Regions from separate parts of the Sus scrofa genome. Here region 1 is linked to region 2. The links are chromatin contacts, called in public Hi-C maps. All regions are on one chromosome and are shown on one strand. Each heading gives the region's core, a stretch centred on a gene start, on an enhancer-like site or on the middle of the called end of the contact. The rest is flanking DNA. Distances are from core to core; before and after follow the strand shown. Region 1 overlaps MIGA1 (mitoguardin 1). Region 2 overlaps GIPC2 (PDZ domain-containing protein GIPC2).

Evidence for each region. Hi-C and Micro-C count contacts between places; a contact is called where the count stands out from the background.
Region 1: a contact with region 2 is called in a Hi-C map of fetal skeletal muscle, with 4 times the contacts expected there. The contact joins two enhancer-like sites. A contact is called at or near these places in 18 of 47 Hi-C or Micro-C datasets (alveolar macrophages, embryonic fibroblasts, fetal heart ventricle and 9 more) and 2 of 2 datasets of contacts at active chromatin or transcription factors (alveolar macrophages and skeletal muscle).

Annotation. Positions count from the first base shown.
Region 1 is chr6:135,459,970-135,465,360 of Sscrofa11.1, forward strand. All of the region lies in intron 7 of MIGA1 (mitoguardin 1), which reads right to left. Among named protein-coding and RNA genes, the nearest start is that of MIGA1, 50 kb to the right of the region's middle. Within about 2 kb of position 2,737, at least 8 of the 83 cell types and tissues checked have an H3K27ac peak or open chromatin away from gene starts, as enhancers often do. A contact at or near this core is called in fetal skeletal muscle and skeletal muscle, where this site is marked.
Region 2 is chr6:135,159,191-135,165,119 of Sscrofa11.1, forward strand. It overlaps GIPC2 (PDZ domain-containing protein GIPC2), which reads right to left. Exons shown (of 6, transcript XM_003356421.5): 4 at 743-849. Among named protein-coding and RNA genes, the nearest start is that of GIPC2, 56 kb to the right of the region's middle. Within about 2 kb of position 3,666, at least 37 of the 83 cell types and tissues checked have an H3K27ac peak or open chromatin away from gene starts, as enhancers often do. A contact at or near this core is called in fetal skeletal muscle and skeletal muscle, where this site is marked.

The sequences.
Region 1 (5,391 bases), core at 1,487-3,986, 300 kb after region 2:
TAGTACAGAAAAAGTGTTAAAACTATGCATGAGTTTCGGAGCCAGACAGCTTAGATTCAAATTCTGACTCTACTACTTAATAGCTGTGTAACCTTGGCTAAGTTTCTTATCTTCTCCATTCCTCAGTATTCTCATTTATAAAATGGGAATAAAATCTACCTCATTGGGTGTGTGAGGATTAAACAAGTTAATACATTTGGCCCTCCATAACCACAGGTTCCACATCCAAGGAGTCAACCAACTGCAAACGGAAAAAAATTTTTTAATCCAGACTATTCCAAAAAGAAAAGCTTGAATTTGCTGTATGCCAACTATTACATAGCGTTCACATTGTATTTGCAATTACATATATAATATCTACAATGTATTAGGTATTATAAATAATCTAGAAATGATTTAAAGTATATGGGAGGGGAGTTCCTGTCATGTCGCAGCGGAAACGAATCCAACTAGGAACCATGAGGTTGCAGGTTCAACCCCTGATCTCGCTCAGTGGGCTAAGGATCTGGCATTGCCATGAGCTGTGGTGTAGGTCACAGATGCAGCTAGGATCTGGCATTGCTTTGGCTGTGGTGTAGGCCAGGCTGTAGCTCTGATTAGACCCCTAGCCTGGGAACCTCCATATGCTGCGGGAGCAGCCCTAGAAAAGGCAAAAAAGACAAAAAACAAACAAACAAAAAAAGGAGTTCCCATCATGGCTCAGCAGTTAGTGAACCTGACTAGTATCTATGTGGACACAGGTTCAGTCCCTGGCCTCACTCAGTGGGTTAAGGATCTGGTGTTGCTGTGAGCTGTGCTGTAGACCGCAGACGTGGCTCAGATCCCACGTCTGCAACCTCGCTCAGTGGGTTAAGGATCTGGTGTTGCTGTCAGCTGTGGTGTTGGTTGTAGTCTGTGGCTCTGGCCTAGGACGGAGGCTACAGCTCCGATTGGACCCCTAGCCTGGGAACCTCCACATGCTGTGGGTGTGGCCCTAAAAAGACAAAAAGACCAAAATAAATAAATAGATAAAAATAAAAAATAAAACAGTATTTTAAAAAAAGCAAAAAAAATAAACTAAAAAAGTAAAGTATATGGGAGGGACAGAACATTGCAAATCGACTATAACAAAATAAAAGTTTAAAAAAAGTGTATGGGAGGATTGTGTAGGTTTACATGCAAATAATACACCATTTTATGCACATATGTATTTTCTTCTTTTTTGGAAGTTTCAGAACTTAGGTGGCATATGGAAGTTCCCAGGCCAAGGATCAAACACAAGCAGAAGCTGCGACCCCTGTCACAGCTGCAGCAACTCCAGATCCTCATCCCATTGCCCAAGCAGGGGATTGAACCTGCACCCCCACACTGACTTAAGCCACCGCAGTCAGGTCCTTAACCCACTGTGCCACAGCAGGAACTCCAATACACCATTTTATAAAAGGGACTTCACCATCCATAGGTTTTTGTATCTACACAGAGTAGGGATGACCATATACGTAAAGTATGCATTGAATAAATGCAAGCTATTATTATTATGCAAAAAATAAGGATGTACAATTTAATACACTGACTGAATCTTTATTTAATCATTGCCTGAATACACAACCTATCTGTCCAGCTGGACTGAAACAATTTGAGTGACAGACTTTCGAATCTTCTCTTTCCTTTTTTCTTTCATTTTTTCCCCCCAGATGGCTACTACGGTTCTCAGTAGAGCATGGAACAGAGTGTAAATTTAATTATTTGTTCACACAAACTAAATAAAACTTGTTATTATAAGCTGACCATTCCCAAGACATGAAAATCCCTGCTTTAAAGCCTCTCATGTATTTCCCCTGGGTCATTTTGCCTACTATATGACTTTAACTTATTTTCAGAGTGCTGTTGAAATTCTTAGGTTTCTGATACCCAGGCCTAAATTAATTAAACTTATGATTCTATCTTGGAAACCTGAAATACGCAGCTTAAGCCCTTTATGACTCATCATTAACCTCAGAAGCATCTATAAGAAAGCATTCCACATAACTGGGTGACTAAATACAAAAAAAAAAAAAAAAAAAAAGTGCCATGTGTTACCTCTTTGGCTTTTGGTGGGGCAGTTTATTCTTAAATAGTAAATTTTTTTTTTTTTGGTCTCGCTCATGGCATACAGAAGTTCCCAGGTCAGGGATCAAACCCGAGCCACAGCAGTGACACCAGATCCTTAACCACTGAGCCACCAGGAAAATCCAAATCTAACATTTTTAAGAATTTTTTTTTTTTTTACCTGTCTCAATCACTCAAAACTTTTAAAATATTCATGTACAGACATAAACTATGTTCTTCTTTGGAAGAACACTAAACGTATGATTACTTTCAACTAAACAGCCATATTTTAGGCCAAAAATCTGACTGGATTTAAGCCTTCCTCCTTCTTTCACAATTTCATAATTCACATATTACTTAACTTTTTTCCAAAGCAGAATTTGCTTGAAAGTTAGAAAAAGAAAAAACTTCACTTCAACCCTGGACCTTGGAACCTCAGGCCAGGATCTATTTCTTTAAACCAATCCAAATGGGTTTTTTGCATGTCTCACTTTTGCCATCCCCAGGCACATTCTATTTTCTGTCACTTAGAAGACATCAGGTCTATTTTAACTTCAGCAGACTCTAATGGAGATTCCAAAGATGCCACTCTTCTTTTCAAATCCAGGCTGTCCACTGTGGATTTTATAACACCAGCAACAAGAGGAAGCCTGCCAAATGTCTCAATGTCATCTGACGTTTATGTCAGCGGCTATTCTCCAAGTGATTTTTAGCAGTTTAAATATGATTTGGAACCTTGTCTTTTCTATGGCTCTATTAAAAATGGGAAAAAAATAAAAAAATAAAAATGGAAAAGTTCCTACTGCTGACAAGACAAGCTATTTTCTGGAATCTGCTATAATCTGTTAAAGTAATTAAGAAATCTAGAAAATTACTGTGGTCCTTTGTTTATTTTCTATGACTATTTGTTCTACCCATACTGAGGATAATTCTTTATCTTTATTTAATTAGTCTTTTTGCCTTTTCTAGGGCCACACTCACAGCATATGGAGGTTCCCAGGCTAGGGGTCTAATCAGAACTGCAGCCGCCGGCCTATGCCACAGCCACAGCAATGCCAGATCCTTAACCCACTGAGCAAGGCCAGGGATCAAACCTGCAACCTCATGGTTCCCAGTCAGATTCATTAACCACTGAGCCACGATGGGAACGCCTATTATTTATTTTTTTTGGCTGCACCTGGGACATGGAGAAGTTCCCGGGTCAGGAATCATACCCAACCTGGGCCACTGCAATGACAATGCCAGATACCTAACCTACTGCGCCACAAGGGAACTCCTTCTATCTTCATTTATTTTAATGCTATGGGATAGTTTAAAAGAAAAAAAATAAAGTGGAATACAAAAACCAAAAATGACACAGGGGAGGGGGAATTGGACGAAGGTAATCAAAAGTACAAACTTCCAGCTTTGTAATATACAATATGATAAATGAGCACTGCTGTATGTTATATATGAAAATTAAGAGAGTAAATCCTTAAGAGTCCACATCACAATGAAAAAAAAAAATTTCCTATTTCTTTAATTTTGTGGGTTTTTTCTTTTTAGCTACACTAGTGGCATATGGAAGTTTTCAAGCCAGGAATCGAATCTAAGAGACAGCTGTGACCTATGCCACAGCTGTGGCAATCCCAGATCTTTAACTCACTGTGCCACAGCAGGAACTGCTTTAATTTTGTATCTATACCAGACGATAGATGCTCACTAATCTTACTGTGGTAATCATTTCATGTTGTATATATGTCAAATCATTCACGTTACATAAGGCAAATCATTATGCTGTACACCTGTGCTATACAGTAGGACCTCAGTGCTAATGAGGGTCTACTGTACAGCTCAGGGAACTATAGCCAATCTCTTGGGATAGACCATGATGAAAGATAATATAAGAAATGTACGAAAAAAAACAAAACAAAAAAAAAAAGGAGTTCCCGTCGTGGCGCAGTGGTTAACGAATCCGACTAGGAACCTTGAGGTTGCGGGTTCGGTCCCTGCGCTTGCTCAGTGGGTTAGCGATCCGGCATTGCCGTGAGCTGTGGTGTAGGTTGCAGATGCGGCTTGGATCCCGCGTTGCTGTGGCTCTGGCGTAGGCCGGTGGCTATGGCTCCGATTGGACCCCTAGTCTGGGAACCTCCATATGCCTCAGGAGTGGCCCAAGAAATAGCAAAAAAAAAAAAAAAAAAAAAAAAAAGAAATGTACGACAGGGTCACTTTGCTGTGTACCCCAGATACTGGCACAACTTTGTAAATCAACTATACTTTAATAAAGAATGTAAAAAAAAAAAAAGCTTAGGAGTTCCCGTCGTGGCGCAGTGGTTAACGAATCTGACTAGGAACCATGAGGTTGCGGGTTCGGTCCCTGCCCTTGCTCAGTGGGTTAAGGATCCGGCGTTGCCATGAGCTGTGGTGTAGGTTGCAGACGCGGCTCGGATCCCGCGTTGCTGTGGCTCTGGCGTAGGCCGGTGGCTATGGCTCTGATTCGACCCCTAGCCTGGGAACCTCCATATGCCGCAGGGGCGGCCCAAGAAATAGCAAAAAGACAAAAAAAAAAAAAAAAAAAAAAAAAAAAAAAAAGCTTAAACAGGGCTATATGTCAATTACAGCTAAATAAAACCAGAAAAAAAAGTTTCAGGAATCAAAAGAACTAAGTGAGCTAACAGATGATATTTTCCCTCAATGAAATCACTGAAACAAAAGGAAGGTTATCTTCATAATTTATCTCCTTCCCACCTTACTGAGTCACTAATTTTTTTTTTTTTTTTTTTTTTTTTTTTTTTGGCCACCCACAATAGCATGTAGATGTTCCAAGGCTAGCGATGGAACCTTCGGCACAGCAGCAACCCAAGCTGCTGCAGTGACAATGCCAGATCCTTAACCTGCTGCACCATCAGGGGAACTACCTAGATTCATTAATTCTTGATGTGTTATAACTTACAGTTTTTGCCTATGTGAAATAGTACATGCTCAAAACAGCCTGATCCTAGGCACTACCCAAAAGGAGAGTTCCACAACAGTTGTCTCTGGCTTTCCCTATTTATCAAAACTTCTTATATGCCATGATTGGCCAACATAACAACTGTGACTCCTAACTGGGAAATACAGCTGCCAATACAAAATGAGTAATAGAAGGAAAGAGAAAAGGAGTAATAGCATTTTCTACTCTTTTTTTAGAAGAAAGAAATGGATGACCCAAAGGGCCAAAAGTAATTAAAGGCAGGTCTGCAGTTATAGAGACTTCTGTGGGGCCACTAGAACAGCTGGTCACTCTGTACTACACAAAAGGCCAACGGGACAAGTGGGGGCAGACTCCAGCCCTCATCCTGGGCT
Region 2 (5,929 bases), core at 2,416-4,915:
CCTGAGCCACTGCAGTGACAAGGTGAGATCCTTAGCCCACTGCACCACAAGGGAACTCCAACATCATCTTTCATTATCAAAATCTTAAGTATGTTTACTCTTACAGGTGGTTTGGAGACTTTTTCTTAGATCTCAGAGAGCACTGGTTGATTTAAGTTTGTTGTTTGGGGGAGATTTGGGAGGTTTGGGGGCTACATTTGTGGCATATGGAAGTTCCCAGACTAGGGGTCATTCTATACTGCAGCTGCCAGCCTACACCATAGCCATAGCAATGCCAGATCCAAGCCACGTCTGTGACCTACACCACAGCTCACAGCAACACCGGGTCCTTAACCCACTGAGTAAGGCCAGGGATCAAATCCGCCTCCTAATGGATACTAGTCGGGTTCATTACCACTGAGCCATGATGGGAACTCCCTGATTTAAGGTTTTTTTTTTCTTGTTTATAATTCCCTGATTTAAGTTTTTGAACCAGTCCAGATGTCTATATACTCTAGAAAACATTGTCTACAGGTGGCTGAGGATTGCTCTATCACACTCTCTTCTCACCAACTGAGTTTCTATATTTCCTTCTCAAATGCCTTCAATAACTTTCATACTAAGTAGGCAATGAATTAAGTCCATGCTTTAATTAGAATGTATGGCATTTTATTTAACTTCATGATGTTACCGTTATTGCCAGCTCTAACATGAATGCCCATACATGTCCAAGCAGAATAGGGATTAAATGAACATAACGTACCACTTCTTCCACAGTGGCAGGACCTTTTGATCTCAGGCGAAGCGTCTCCCTTCCAGTACCAATCTTTTCTGTTGATGACTTTCCAGCTTTTGATCTGGGCTCAATTTCTATAAACATACAATGGATGGGGAATGGTACATATATTAAGATTGCCAATGGACTGTTATAAAAGCTAATGTAGTTTCCACCACAAATTTTTGTACAGTTATTGCAGAGATGTGAGAAAAGGCTGGGTCACCATGCTGTACGGTGGGGGGAAAAATAACAGCGTATTGGGAGAAAAAAATAAAGAACAACCCCAAAAAAAGCTACGCCTTCTGATAGAATTTCCCAAAACAGAATAAATTCACCTGTCATTCATTATTCTCAAATGAGACACTCTATGAGAGAGGTCTGGCTACAAAAAGAAAAGGGAATATATGAAATGTGCAGATGGGAGGGATGAACTTGGAAGGAATAAAGAATAAAACAGTTGATTTTATTGTAAGAGAAAAGAGGTATATGTGGCAGGATAGCGGAGGCGCGTGTGGAGCCAGACTTCATCAAGGTCATGAAGAAAAGTGCTGTGTCTTGAGAGAAGACAGGAAAAACGGCACTATTATTTGGGTATCTACCTTCAGCATGATGCTTTTTTGGTTTTGTGTTTTGTTTTTTAAGGGTCGCGCCTGTGGCATATGGAAATTCCCAGGCTAGGGGTCGAATCAGAGCTGCAGCTTCCAGCCTATACCACAGCCACAGCAACATCAGATCCTTAATCCACTGAGCAAGGCCAAGGATGGAACCTGAACCCTCATGGATACTGGTCGGATTCTTAACCCACTGTGGAAGAACAGATTAGCAGAAGATGCTCGCTCAGCACAGAGTTTCCAAAAGAACACCTAAAGCAAAAGGTGAGGTCAGTCTGCCACCAGCACTGTCCAGGATTCTTCACTGCCCAGCTTGGAGTCAGGTACAGACCTACAGTGGTCAAGACGGCCTCAGCCTGGGAGTTCCCTGGTGGCCTAGTGGTTAAGGATCCAGCGATGACACTGCTATGGCTTGGGTTCAATCCCTGGCCCAGAAACTTCCACATGCTAAGGGTACAGCCAAAAAAAAAAAAAAAAAGGCAGCCTCAGCTTCCTGATACTAACCTTTGAGATAAATAGTCTGACACCCCTTACTCTCTCTACAACACCCCCCACCCCCTGCGATTGCACCAAGCAACCTACAATTTGTCTTCCCATCTAAATGTCCTACATTCAGCTATAATAGAAACAATAAAAATCTTTAAACAATAAAAATAAAAAATGTCCTACAGGGTGAGAAAGGAAGTGCTCAACTTTTCGGCCACTACCTACACATTTCTTGTGGTAGATAACACGCTGGCATTCTAACTTATTGCCAAATCTTTTGTCAGTTTGGTAAGCGTGACATGCCCCTGGGAAATTGCAAATGTCTGGATACACTGAAGAAATATAAAGGGTTTCTGGGACATACGAAGCTCAGGACCCCAGACACTGAAACATGGGGACTTCACGGAGGGGTTGCTGTCCAGGCTTGAGAAGTTGGCCAGCTTCCCTAGATGATGTCACTACTTACCTGGCCCTGACCTGCAACACCAGTAGCTAAAAGGGAAAATGTAATGTGGAGTGGAAGATGTTTTAAGATAGGCTTTATTTTATTTATTTATTTATTTATTTTGTCTTTTTGCCTTTTTTAGGGCCACTCCCATGGCATATGGAGGTTCCCAGGCTAGGGGTCCAATCGGAGCTGTAGCCACTGGCCTATACCAGAGCCACAGCAACATGGGATCCGAGCCATGTCTGCGACCTACACCACAGCTCACGGCAACACCAGATCCTTAACCCCCTGAGCAAGGCCAGAGATCGAACCCACAACCTCAGGGTTCCTAGTCAGATTCGTTAACCACTGAGCCATGACAGGAACTCCAAAATAGGCTTTATTTTTTAAAGCGGTTATAAGTTCACAGCAAAATTAAGACAGAGATCTACACACCTCCTGCCCCCACATCTGCATTAGCTGCCCCATCATCAAAACCCCCACCACTGAGGTACTTTCACTATCATCAATGAACCTGCAAGGCAAGGAACATCATTATCCCCTAAAGTCCATAGTTTACAGGATGGGTTTGGAAAATGACATATATCCTTCAGAGTAATTTTGTTGCCCTAAAAATTCTCTGTGCTCTGCCAATCCCCCGATTTTATTTTGTTCTTGCTTTTTCAGGGCTGTACCCTTGCAGCATATGGAAATTCCCAGGCTAGTGGTCAAATCGGAGCTACAGCTGCTGGCCTACACCACAGCCATAGCCATAGGGGATCTGATCTGCTTCTGCGAGCTACACCACAGCTCACGGCAATGCCGGATCCTTAACCCACTGATCGAGGCCAGGCATTGAACCTGTGTCCTCATGGATACCAGTCAGGCTTGTTTCCACTGCGCCACAATGGGAACTCCCTGATTGTGTGTTTGTTTTTTAATCATGTGTTTGTCATCTCCTCCAGAGTGTTATCTCAAAACTAACCACTTGGTGGCACCAGAACAGAAGTTAAAATTTAAGTTCTGGCTTGGCCCAGCTTCTAAGAAAGGCAGTTTTCAATGGCGGAAGAAGCAGAAGCCATGTTTCTCTACGATCCTGATTCAGGGAAGTAAATCAACCTGTTTGTACATGAAAACAGGCAGGATGGTCCTGTTTTCCCACAGGGGGAAAAAAAGTTCTGTGTGTTTTCAATGTTTTGAAATGTTTTGAATCTGGCCTTCTTTTAGGGTGCTGGCCTGTCAAAGCTTGTCTAACCAACCAGGCCAAACCCTAAATCAGTCACTTCTCATGAATGGATTGGCATGAGGCTTCTCCTGGGGCTGAATGATGAGAGGGATATGGTTCACACGGTAGGCACTGGTAACTGGCCTGAGCTTGCTGGGCTCAGTAGACTCAGGGCCCCCCCTGCTGTGTCCTCAGGACACAGGACACTCCCACAGCTGGCTCAGACGTCACCAAGAAGCAGTCACATTTGTTCCCAAACCCTTTTGTGGCAATTTTATCTGTTACTCTAATTACATAATTTAATTTAAAAGTACGTGAGCTGATGAAACAAGTGTGAAACAGGAGTTATTATTGCTAGGAAAACTAGGTTAACTGCTTTGGAAAGACTCCATAAGGGTGAGTTGCAACAACAACAAAAAAAAAAGCAGGGGGGCGTGGACATGATAATGCTGGAAGATTAGGAAAAATCTTTAAACATCCAGCATTTCTCAAATCTGGCTTTTAGCTAGGAAACAGAACCCATAGATATGCATTAAAGTTCTGATTACAAAAAAAAAAAAAGAAAGAAAAACTTTGTAGAACTCCAGTTTGTGTCTTCTACCCAAAGAGCCTTTTACATCCAAAGAGTCTTAAAACAATGTATACGTATTTTAAAACAAAATGTTTATATACACCTCTATCATTCTTTAATACCGCCCCGCACTTTTCTTCCTTTCTTTTTCAGCCATGTCAGCAGCATGTGGAAGTTCCCAGGCCAGGAATCAAAACCGAGTTGCAGCTGTGGCAGTGCTAGGGATGGAACCTGCGCCTCAGCAGCAACCCAAGCCACCACAGAAACAACACCAAATCGTTAACCCAGTGTGCCACAGGGGCATCTCCTAATACCCTTTTTATTTTATTATTTTATTTTATTTTTTGGTCTTTCTAGGGCCGCACCTGCAGCATATGGTAGTTCCCAGGCTAGGGGTCGAGTCAGAGCAGCAGATGCCAGCCACAGCCACAGCCACAGATGATCCAAGCCGCATCTTGCAACCTCCACCACAGCTCATGGCAATGCCGGATCTTTAACCACTGAGCAAGGCCAGGGATGGAACCTGCATCCTCATGGATACTAGTCAGGTGCATGACTGCTGAGCCACAACGGGAATTCCATTTATACCCTATTCTAATTGGCATTTTCAAGAAACAGACCAACCCCCAGTCCCTGCTTCATGGTGAAGGTCAGTAGAGACAAGGGGAAATGAAGATGGCAGCAGGGCATCAGCCTCCAGTCCCACCCTGCGCCCCAGGGAAAGAGGACCGATACCAGCCAAGGCCCCATCTTTAGGTGGAGCGCAGGCAACGTAGCTTCGATCCCCAACTAACAGGGGGACAGTGGGGAGGCTGGGCATTCTGCCTCTGCTCAGAACAAGGTCTGACTCTGCTCCCATGGGGCCCGAGATGGCCTGGCGTACCCATCATCAAGGGGGCACACGTGGACACAGCCATGTCCGAGAGCTGGATACAAGAGGACAAGAGAGGGACTTTAGAATCAGAACCTGAGTTAAAACACAGCTTCTCCATTTACAAATTGTAAGGACTGGAGGAATAAGGCCGTCTCTGTACAACAAGAATATCGCCTCCATAGGGCGTGGTCTTACACATTCAAAGGGCTGCCAGAGGAAAGGTGCTTCGTCCAGGGGTTGGGCTCACACACAGGGGCAGCTGCTGCTTCCGCTGAACTGGTCCACCCTGGAGCGAGAGCAACCTGCTCTTCCCACATACTCCTCATCGCAACCATCTGCCCTGGTTTTCTCTGAGACTGAGAAACATGCAAAAGTCTCCCTTCAAATGGCAGAAAATCACCACTTTAAATACAAAGGTCTCCTTTTTATTCTCTCTTTTCTATGCAACTGCTCCTTAAGCAACCCTTCTAAAAAGACCTTCCAAAGCCTGGATGCACACTGTCCATAAGCAGCTCAGGCGCTGCCTTCCCTACCTCTGCCCCCAACACACATAGACACCCTCTCAGAACAGCTGCCATAAAATCTAGCTTTGCCCCAGAATTTAAAATTTTAACGGTACAGTCTCTTTTTCTTTTTTGGTTTCGTTTTGGTCTTTTGTTTGTTTGTTTTAGGGGCTTGGTTTTTGTGTGTTTTTTGGTTTTGTTTTTGGATGCACCCATGACATGCAGAGGTTCCCGGGCCAGGGATCAAAGCCACACCACAGCGGCAACCAGAGCTACAGCAGTGAGTGACAACACTGAACCCTTAGCCTTCTGAGCCACCAGGGAACTCCTATATACCCTTTTTCTATGTGTCCTTCCTCTCTCCAACATTTCTCAGGCCTCTTTAGAATAGCTATGAGTTGTTTTTGTTTTGATTCAGCTGGTAGGGTGCCGGGGGCTGATAAGAAGAAAAAGGAGATAAGTAGATGCCACAAGG